Regions from separate parts of the Anas platyrhynchos genome. Here region 1 is linked to region 2. Evidence: chromatin contacts called from public Hi-C data. All regions are on one chromosome and are shown on one strand. Each heading gives the region's core, a stretch centred on a gene start, on an enhancer-like site or on the middle of the called end of the contact. The rest is flanking DNA. Distances are from core to core; before and after follow the strand shown.

Region 1 (5,407 bases), core at 2,446-4,945, 68 kb before region 2:
CCCGCCGTTACACGGCCGAGCCCCGTCCCCCGGTGCCGTTTGCCTCCCACCCCTCTCCCCAAACCCTGGAGACGAACGGCGGCGCGGTGGCTCCCCAAAAAACACCCCCTCCCCCCGTCACCTGAGACCGCAGCTCCCCCCCGTCCTCACCGCGCCGCGCCTCCCTCCCGACTGCCGCCGCACCGGAAGCGGCCCCCGCACTTCCGGCGGGCGCGCCCCGCCCACCCCGACCAATAGGAAGCGCCGCGCGCGGGTCACGTGCCCCACCCCCCCCCAGCCTCGGGGACGTGACGTCACGGCGGGGCGTGACGTCACGCGGTCGTGACGTCACGACGATGACGTCATCAGCGCGGAGAGGACGGAGACAGAGCGGGTGCGAACAGAGCTTTATTGAGGGCGGGGGGAGGGCTACTCCCGGGCCATCAGCTTCTGCTTCTTCAGCTTCTTCTGCGAGATCTGCGGGGGCAACGAGCACAGGGGGGCGTTAATTAATTAACTAATTAATTAATTACCCCCCCTAATTAATTACCAGCACGTAATTATGCTGAAATGCCGAGGTTGCTCAGAAACAGCGTTGGTTTTTTTTCATGGGTACTCCAAAGGTGTCCTAAGAGAAGTCATCACGGCAACCTTCCCGTCCCCAAAACGCCCCCTTACCCAAATTCGGGATTTTTAACACCAAAAAAACCCCAAAAACCTCTTAAAAGCACTTGTTTTTTTACCTTTTTCTTCTGAGCCACTTCTTCTTCGGGCTTGGGGACGATCTGCTCCTTCTCGGTGAGGATCATCTCGATGTGGCAGGGGGAGCTCATGTAGGGGTTGATCCGCCCGTGGGCTCGGTAGGTGCGCCGGCGCATTTTGGGGGCCTTGTTCACCTGGATGTGCTCGATCACCAGCGAATCCACGTCCAGCCCCTGCGGAAAAGGGATAAAACCAAAAGGATTCGGCCTTATTGCGCCTTAATTCGCTCCACAAATTAATTCCGCAGCAGAACCGTGACGCCGCAAGGCAGAGAAGCACCAAACTCTCCCCCTCTGTGTCGTAATTAACTTAAATCGTGCTGATGGCTCAGAAAAAAAAAAAAAGATTATTTCACGGTCATTCCAAAGGTGTCCTAAGATAGTCATCACCGCCATCAGAATCTCCAAATAAAGCACTGACTACGCTACAAAAGGTACAACCAGACCAGGAGCCCGCAGATAGTGCTTTTGGGGGATTTTAGGAGGGCACAAACGCACAGAGCCGCGGGGACGGCGTGCGTTTAGTAACATCCACCCCACCCACCTTGAGCTCAGCGTTGCTCTCCGCGTTTTTCAGCATGTGCAGCAAGAACTCCGCGCTTTTCTTGGGCCAGCGGCCCTGCGTCCAGCCCCACTGCTTGGCCTGTAAGAAAAAAAGGGAAGTATTTTGGTCCCAGCACGATGTAATTCACCCTTTTATTATTATTAGCTCGTTACGCGTCCTTTTACTTTGATTGCTCAGATAAAGAATTTCTTTTCACGTTGAATCCAAAGGTGTCCTAAGAAAGTCATCACAGCAATCGAAGGGCACGATTCTACACCTTGCACAACAGCAAACACAATTAAATTAGAGTTCAGAGCAACTCTTTGCTCAAAATTATGCTTTCACACGATGTTATCATTGACAACTGCCCATCATCCACACCGTACAAACATCACTTTTTGTCCCTTTTGTAACGAATCCCACCCAAAACCCTTCCCACGTCCTCATCCCAGCCCTCACCTGGGCGCATCTACCAACGCCTCCGTTGTAGCGACGGAAGGGAACGCACTGCTTCTTCAGGGTGACGTCCTTCAGGTACTTGGTGGCCTTGCGGATGTGCATGCCCTTGATGGCCTGGGCAGTCTCACGAGTGTTCTGACAAGAAAAATAAAAACACACTGAAAGCTCCTCTTAACACTTCTTCCCATGTTCTAATGGGAGTAAAAGCACTCGCCCCTTTCTCCTGGATTTTCACCCTTCTTTTCCTTTCTCCAAGGAAAGACACCATCAGATTCTTTATTACCACAAACTCAGTTTAAAAGAAGCCACCAAAAAAAGAATAATAATTAGCATCTTTTTTTTTTTTTTTGCTACTTACAATTCTTAGTATGACCCCCATTACCGACTTCACAGCTCTCTGATGCCTTTATACTGTTTTTATACCCCGAGCTTTCCACCCAACAAATTTAAAATTCAGGATTTCTCCTTATCACAGCTCCCTCTTTGGCCACTAATCCAAAAAAGCGGAAGCCTGAATGACAAATTCCTGTCACAACACCCAGTATGGCACCTCACAGGAAGCAACGAGGACACAAGCTATACAAACAAGCCACAAAATTTAACATTTATGTAAGGGGACTAAAAAAAAGAGAGAGTGAAAAGCATCAGAAGAAAAATCAAGGATAAGGCATCGGTGCTTAATGAATTTACTCGTTGATTTCTGCATTTAATATATGATTATAATAGAAGAACAAACCAAAATAAAGCTTTTTTCACCTGCACTATATAACACTCATCAGAAAAGCATATTCTCAGCTTTGTTTTCGTGATTAACTCAAATTATTCTTACATTCCCTGCTAACAGTTTTCCAGTGAACTCATATCACCACTCATGCCAAACACTTGCTGCCATACTTCTCGGCCACTAAAATGACAGGATGAGCAGGGAAATCCTTCCCAATAGAGACAAATACAACAAATCACCATTTCTAGCCCAATTCCTCCTGCTACCTTCCCCCCAATTACCTGTTTCCTTCTCTATTAGGCCGCAATCTAAGAACAGCCCCTTTTATTTTTGTTCCTGCGGATAAAGGTCATTACAAGCAGCCTGAGCACACGCAGGCCATAACCTACACCACCACACTTCAGTAATTAACTAATAAAATGGGAAAATAAAGGCCACCTGCTTCCAAAATCGAGCTTGGGTTTCCCCACTGCGCACCGGCCACGTACCTTGAAGTGCACCCGCAGGTTGGAGCCCCGGGACTTGCATGCTGCGGAGAGAAGAGACCAATTTCTTTAAAAAAACAACGATTTCAGGGAGCAATATGGAAATAAGAGGCTGGAGAACAACTCACATTTCGTGGGGTTCTCCGGATCCAGCGAGTAGCGGACCATCCTGGGAGCTCAGCTGCGAAGAAAACGGAAAAAAAATCACATTAAGCTTCTAATAGACATGGAGAAGGCTGAGCTCTTTCCTCAGTGCCGACAGCTAGCTGAAAAGGCCCCTCAGAGATAAAATTTTCCACAATTAAATCTAAATATGTCCTAAGAAAGCGTGTGTCCCCCCCCTCGTTCCCTCCCCGCTGCCTCAGGGCCCGCTCCCCCCTCACAGCCCCGGCACCTCCGCGCTCCGCCATCTGCGGCACCAGCGCCACAAACAACGATGGCAGCAGCGAGCCCGAGCCTCCTCCGAGGCCCCTCATGGCCTCCCCGAGCTGTTCGGGGCCGGATGATGCCGGATGGTGGCGGATGGCGGCGGATGATGAGCCCTCACCTCAGGGAGGCGGCGGGGAAGAGGAAGGGCGGCGCCGGGCGGGAGGCGGGGAGAGCGCCGGGGCCGCTCTCGCGAGAAAACGCGGGGGTGCCTCAGCTCTGTCGTGACATCGGCTGTCGCGACAGAGCCGGGCAGCACCCGATAAACAGAGAGAGTGGCTGAGAGTGGGGTCCAAACGCTGTTTGAGCTCCACAGGGAGCCTCGCCCCAACGCCCAGCCCGCCCCTCCCCTGTCCCATTTGTGAGGGTTCAAAATTAGGGTTTTGCAGTGAAAATGTCCGTCAGTCCTGCAGATCCTAAAGAGATCGTGCTGGCGTAACGGTGGGGAGGAGGTTAAAAGGGTAAAGGGACAGTGGAAGGTCCAAAATTCCCCAAATGGCCAAGTAAAATTGTCTATATTTGTATATATTTATACATATTTGCACCCCTCGGTACAAGAAGGACATAATGGCCTGGGACGTGTCCAGAGAAGGTGGTGAAGGGTCTGGAGCACAAGTCCTGTGAGGAGCTGAGGGTGTTTAATCTGGAGAAGGGGAAGTTTTATTGCTCTTCCCAAAGACCTCAGAGATCTCATTGCTCTCTACAACTCCGTGAAGAGGTGGGGAGCTGGGGTCGGCCTCTTCTCACCCACAACTAGTGATAGGACCAGAGGGAATGGCCTCAAGTGGTGCCAGGGGAGGTTCAGGATGGAAATGAGGAGATTTTCTGTCAGAAAGTGTCGATAGGTACAGGGACGGGTTGCCCAGGGAGGTGGTGGGGTCACCGTCCCTAAGGGTGTTCAAGGAGAGGTTGGACGTGGTGTTTAGGGACATGGTTTAATGGTGACGTTGGTTGTAGGGTGATGGCTGGACCAGATGATCTCAGAGGTCCCTTCAAACCCTAATGATTTTAGGATTCTACATCCAGGGTTGCCCTGTTTCAGGAACCGTGCAGGTCCTTTGCCTATTGTGGGGCGAGTGGCACCGAAGGGCCAGGGAAGTTAATCCCCTCCGTCCGCCTGTAGCACGTTTGGGTAATTCCTACTGTCCTTAACCCTATTTCACTTCTGGGAGCTTCTGCCGGTGCCTTTGCCATATAACCAGGACAACAAGAAGGGGGTGAGATGGGCTGCGTGGAGAGGCAGATTCGCGACTGAAGCAGTTGCAAAATTGCCCTGGCGGCTTCCTGGCTATGCAGGGATGACACCTGTTTTATTCAGGAAAGCCAAGCCTGGTCATCTGAAAAAAAGACCCAGACAAACCAATTTCTCTCACCCTCAGGCCAAGGCCAGTGTTGGGAGATCAATTCGGTGAGGCTGAAGCAAGTCCAAGTGCTGTAGCTAGGTGGCAGGCTAGGATTAGACTAGAGAGCAGGGACACCACATAGCACGAGAGAAAAAAACAAAAGATTCATGTTTATGGATCACAACTAGTATTTATTGCAGCATTATATAAATATATATATAAATCGAAACTCTATGTGTTAATGGAAAATGCATTTCTCGTTGTAGGTTGTGTTTGCTCGGGAAGTTGACCGAGAAGCTTTGCAGTAAAACGAAAACATCTCCTGAAAGTGGTACCCAGCTACAGCAAAACGCTTAGAAGAAAAGTTAGATGGAGTGGAAGAAAGGAAAAACAACACAAAAAACATTGATCTGCTGTCCAGGCACATCCCTGGTGTGAGAGAGGTTTGGGGTTAAACTCTGTTTAGATTAAGCAGGCAGAGCAAGATCCTACTGCCCGTGTGAATGCTCGGACCACTGGGATATTTTCAGATCTCTTCTTTAACATTAATAAACTCCACAGCTTTGAGGCTAGGATTTCACCCAGATGAGATGCGGAAAATATTTGAGCTATCGCAAATATTTACACGGGTGGAAAGCGCAGAGCCGTAATTTTAAGCGCAGTTCCCCGTTCACCTGCCTTAAAAG
Region 2 (5,209 bases), core at 2,472-4,971:
TTCTACTCTACCCAGAAAAAGTTTCCCGTATCATGTATCCACCTGACACCTTCGTACAGCTGGGGTCTTACTCTCAGATGGGGTTTTAACTGCAATACTAATCGAATTTCAGCTGGGTTTCTTAGGGAAGGGAGGCTTGCAGGAGTAACAGCACATCTCTGCTTTGGTCTCCTTAGTTTGAGTCTGTAGTCAGCGTTGACATCTCTTTCTTGGGGTTCCTTATCTTATCGAGACTTATAAACGGCAGGTATTTATGGTGGACTATGGTTTATGACTTATTTTTATTTACATTTAAAATACCTATATATTTATTTATATTTATCTTTAAAGTTGTGCTGAACAGCAGCAGTTTTGCTGGGCTTCAGAATACATCCTACTTTACAAAAACTTCTCTCCAAAGTAAAGATCCCCAGGGAAAACAAAGAGCACAGCCCCCTTTTTTTTTTTCTTTTTTTCTTTTTTTTTTTTTTTTTTCTTTTTTTCCTGCATCTGCATGGAATAATTCCACCCATTGCACCCAGTGACCTCAAGCCCTAAATCCAAGCTAGGAAATCAGCTCACGAGGCCAACGTAACATCGGCATTTCCAACCACTAAAGAGAAGGGTTCCTAGCAAAACCTTGAGCTCCTCCATCCCAACAACGATGCTCTGGAGATCTGAGTTGCCTTATGCAGGAACATGCCTCCTCCCACTGGTCCCAGGGAGGACGGATGCATGAGCAGGTTCAGCTGGTGTGAGGGATGAGAGGGGCAAGTCATAGCCCATGCCGAGGCTTACCTCACGTCCTGTGGCATCCTTCAGTGCGCTCAAGTCCTAAAAAGATGTTGGCAAGACCAAACACATCTTAAGAGCGGTTAGCAGATTCAGAAGAAAAACGTGAGCCCCTAAAAACTGCTAGGAAGCCAAGAGGTTCTGCCAACTCCAGTGTTTTCACATCCTATTTCCTTCATTACCTACATATTTGCATACGTATTTCCTGCATTCCTGCATGAAGAGTGCCTGTTTCCAAGAGCTTTGACGCACGCTTCGTGCCATGGGGTTAACGACAGCAAGAATTAAGGAGTTTTAGGTATAATGCAAAACGAAGACAAACGGAACCACACCATTACTGCAGCCATCTCAAAACACTTTGTGCAAGCAATGACGAGATCCAGCTCTGCTCAACATTGGACCAAGCCTACTAATGAAAATTTGGATCTGATTAGAAAATGACCTCTTACTTCAGACACATGACTGCAAGGTGTAACTGTACAGATGGGTAGAAACTGGGGATAATTTTCATTCCTGTGTTATTCACTGCCTCGTCTCCCTTTGTGGTTCATGCCTCAGAGGCAGCAAAGGCGACTGATACATTGGATTATTCTTGTTAATGAGTGAACGGGAAAGAACCCGGAACGGCGCTCCGTTTCCAGACAGAGCTGCAGGGATTGGCACTCAGAAAAACCCTCTTTGAATTCGCTTTGGTTGAGAAATCTCGTGTAGGCTCAGCTTTTATCTCACCCAACAGTTCATTCGTCATTTTAGCAGGCACACGTACCTGTGAGAACCAAGTAGGGTTGCGAGCACGCCACCACTAAGGGCCTTTGTGTCATGTTGTGATGGTTTAACCCTTCCCTTCACACAGAAATACCACACTGCTGACACACATCTAAGCACAAGGCATCCAGGATCACTCGGAGATCTTTCCCTTGCAGTTGTGATGCTCCTGGCAAAGAGACTCAACGCTCTGCTCCATACCTCCTGGTTGTGGAGACGTGGTTTGGCTTCCTCTTCTGAGAAGCAGCAACGACCAGAAGCTTGCAGATTTCCTGTTGGGGCATCTATCAAGAAGGAGTGACTTGTTTCCCTTCCATATTTTCTGATTTATTCACACTGAACACTCCCCTGTGCTCTCTGTCTCTGCTCATTCAAAAAAGACCATCACGTGCCATCTAAGTGGCAGCCCCGAGTTACATTTGCATCATTTTAAACCAAAATAATTCTGCCTTCTGAGAGGAGAGTTCAATTCTTTATACAACTTCAGGATTTCTTTAGGATCCTATCATTACTATCGATAGTTCCTGAAATTATTTCTATTTGAAAATAGTACACATAAGAAATCACAAGTCACACTCGAGGCATTATTAGGAGGTCTCATTTGAAGTACGTACGTATAACAGTCCTAATAAATACTGCAATTAATGTTCTTTGAAATACTATTTGTGTTTTTAAAAAATAATCTTGGTACTTACTCAGGAACTCAACCTTTTTCTGGTGGGAGAGGGCAATCAATTCTGGAAGCTTTGTCCACGTTTGAGAACCTGCTGACGAGATCACTGTGTTTGACCTAAGACCTTTCATTTCCACGAAGAGATTAATTATTTCTAATTATTTCAATTAATTATATCAAGTTGAATTCAGTTTCACATACATACATACTTAACACACAGAGTGCTTAGACACTATAGGGCTCGATATTTTTAGCTACCTCTTTCTGTCCTGTCTTCAGTCCTTTTTCTTCCAACAATCCTTTTCTGAAGGTCCAGGGGCAGAAAGATTTCTCTTTCCTCTTCATTTCTTCAAACAAGGCAACTTCGTGCATCATTTGGCAGTTCAGTGCAAGCATTTTGTACTTGGATTTCCAGAAACCGACCGTGTTATTTACATTGCCAGTTGCAACACATTTTCTGTGTAAAAGCTCTTAGATTTCACCAATCACCGCCCTTTTTTTGGATAAACAGTCGCTGAAGGCAAAAACACTGCTGGGGAGAAAGAAATCACAGCTGCTCTTGGAGATACAGATGGACACCGATGGCTTCAGCTGATGAACTTGCTGGAATTCTGTGATCAGCCCCAAAAATCCAGCTTCCCGGCGACAATGCACAAATTACCTGTCTCCTGGTGGACCTTCGTGGTATCTTTTAGCACGATGTGTTGATTAGCCACCAATTTGGGCGATGAATTAATTGAATTTGGTCCATTCTGACCGAAGCATTCAGGTGCCAAACTTAAATAGGGGCTAAAATGAACCCAGGGCATCCTCCAGCCTGAGAGCATTTTTCTTTTGGGGGCCTCTGCAGTGGATACACACAAAAAAAATACAAAAGACAGCACAAAACAGCTTCTCCTCCCAACCCAAGCACCCTGCAGGACCCCCCCAACCTCTGTGACTTTTATTTGGGGGTTTGAAGCATCACCTGTGGGGCTGGTGCTGCTCAGCACCAGCCTGCAAACAGCAGTGGGAGCCTGCAAGTGCCTGAAAACCTTCCGGACCAGGAGACAGATCTATGGGGTGCTGTGGGATTAACACCTGGGAGGGAGAAATCCTGGGAAGGAGCCCCAGCTTTTACTGCTGGAGCCTTGCAGAAGCCAGCGTAACGCTTCAAGTGCTTTGTCCGTGTTGTATTTTTCACATCCAGCTGTCAGGGGAAAGCAGCACACGAGGAGCAGAGCAGGAGCACGGAGGGGAAGGAGCTCATCTGCTTTTTTTTTTCTTTTTGCATTATCATCTCAGATGTTGATTTTCCACACGCCTCGCCAGCTCCACGCAAGCTTTTTTTTTTTCTTTTTTTTTTTTCTCTTTCCCCTTCCAGCGTTTCATTGAGAAACAAAGCTCAGCCACACAACCCTGCCCCTGCTGAAGTGTGGAAAGAGCCCGGGCTGGCCGCTGGTGAGTGCTGCTATTCATCTGACTAAGCAGCGTTTGACATTTCGGGCTTGCTGGGTCTCAAGTTTCCCTCTAGCAAGATATGGGCTGACTCGGCAGCAGCCAATCTCGGGCGGAGGCTGCGGATGATGCTGGAGGGAGGAGAGGTGCACACACATCCCGACAGCAGGGCACGGCCAGGCTCCTCCAGGGAGCTGCGTGAGCGTAGATCCAGCGAGGCTGCCCTCAGTTGCACCTTCTGGGGAAGTTATTCAGTTATTCACCCTCTTTATTTTTTATTATTATTATTATTTTCTCAATCGCCTGTGCTGGGTTTTGCTGTGCTAGGTACAATTTGACAGAGAAACTTGGTGGTATTGGGAAGATCTATGAAAATCCTAGAAGCTTTGCACCCTTTTTCTTAGCCCCATCCATTTTCCTTCCCTCTGAATAAGCCCAAACCCCAAACGTGATCCAAAACAAACGAGGGGAGACTCCGCTTCTCCAAGAAACAGTTTGTTCGGGTCACGCTGTTGAAGCCTCGAGCAACGCCTCCCTAACCAAGCATCTCCACCCGCTCAAAGGCTTCGTGCTCACGGGGATCAAGCACACTCCTGAAAGGAGAATGAAGAGGTTAAACCCAGGAGAAAGAACATGACACACAAGAGTTAAGTGGATCAGAGCAAATCGGGCTCAAAATTTGTGGCTTAAGTGGTCACACACCACTAAGAGGAGGCTACCTCCGGCTGCGAGCACTCGCAGTGCTGTAGTTTTGTGTTTTGTAAGAGAAAAGTAAGCCTTTTTCCCCAAAAACTCCTCAGGAGGGATACAAGATGTGGTGCTTGGGCACCATCAGCAGTGCGACCACCATCCCCACCACCTCCCCGGAGAAGGAAGAAAAAGGTTGACCGCTTGTTCAGCACCTGGGCTTCAAAACCGCCCACAAGTTCCCTTGTTTTGTGGAGAAATCGCACTCCTACCACATCCATGGCTAAGGAAAGGAAGAAAAAAAGGAAATAGGACATTTTTATGTGGTAACAACGCCGAGCGCCTTCTCCTCCATCACACGGAGTCACCGCCACTCCCCCTTCCTTCCCAGGAGAGTCACAGCCAAATCATTCCCACCCCCAAGCCAGGGATTTCGGCTGGAGGTACACAGGTGGGAGCAGCACGCCTCAAATTCTTTGGGTTTGATTGGATCCGAAATGAGTCTCGGGGCATCTGTTTTTAGTCTCGCGCTCATGGTTTTCCCGGTGCCTCAGGTTTTCACCTTGCCCCAAGCCCCAGAAACTGGGCAGAGCAGAAAGGGCAGCCACTGGGGGCTGTTTTCTTAAAAAAAAGCGTAATTTTAGCTTTGCCTACGTGGGAAACTTCAGCCTTGCTTTGCGGGTGCAAAAACTCCTGGCAGCACGATTTGATTAATGGCCAATTTAATTCAAATATCCCATAAATAGGATTTCTCAGCGCTCTGCCCTCTCTTATTTAAAGTTTTTTTCTTCTGTTTAAATTATCTTCTGCTTCACGCTCTTTCTAGACCTCGCAAAGCCCTTCTCAAAACGCCAAAAACGTTGTTTATAAACAACC

What was found. Hi-C and Micro-C count contacts between places; a contact is called where the count stands out from the background.
Region 1: a contact with region 2 is called in a Hi-C map of subcutaneous adipose tissue, with 5 times the contacts expected there. The contact joins the promoter of RPL17 here to the enhancer-like site in region 2. A contact is called at or near these places in 6 of 8 Hi-C or Micro-C datasets (F1 follicle, F5 follicle, liver and 2 more).

What each region holds. Positions count from the first base shown.
Region 1 is chrZ:2,146,262-2,151,668 of IASCAAS_PekinDuck_T2T, reverse strand. RPL17 (ribosomal protein L17) reads right to left here and starts at 3,695. Exons shown (of 7, transcript XM_005023913.6): 1 at 3,500-3,695; 2 at 3,081-3,133; 3 at 2,956-2,996; 4 at 1,744-1,878; 5 at 1,285-1,383; 6 at 723-914; 7 at 372-456. The coding sequence starts at 3,120. The coding sequence ends at 409. CZH18orf32 (chromosome Z C18orf32 homolog) reads right to left here and starts at 245. Exons shown (of 3, transcript XM_038169818.2): 1 at 151-245. LOC113840433 (small nucleolar RNA SNORD58) reads right to left here and starts at 1,540; the gene lies at 1,474-1,540. LOC113840422 (small nucleolar RNA SNORD58) reads right to left here and starts at 1,135; the gene lies at 1,064-1,135. It also overlaps LOC113840421.
Region 2 is chrZ:2,078,198-2,083,406 of IASCAAS_PekinDuck_T2T, reverse strand. No RefSeq gene overlaps it. Among named protein-coding and RNA genes, the nearest start is that of ACAA2, 17 kb to the right of the region's middle. Within about 2 kb of position 3,721, at least 8 of the 8 cell types and tissues checked have an H3K27ac peak or open chromatin away from gene starts, as enhancers often do. A contact at or near this core is called in F1 follicle, F5 follicle and subcutaneous adipose tissue, where this site is marked.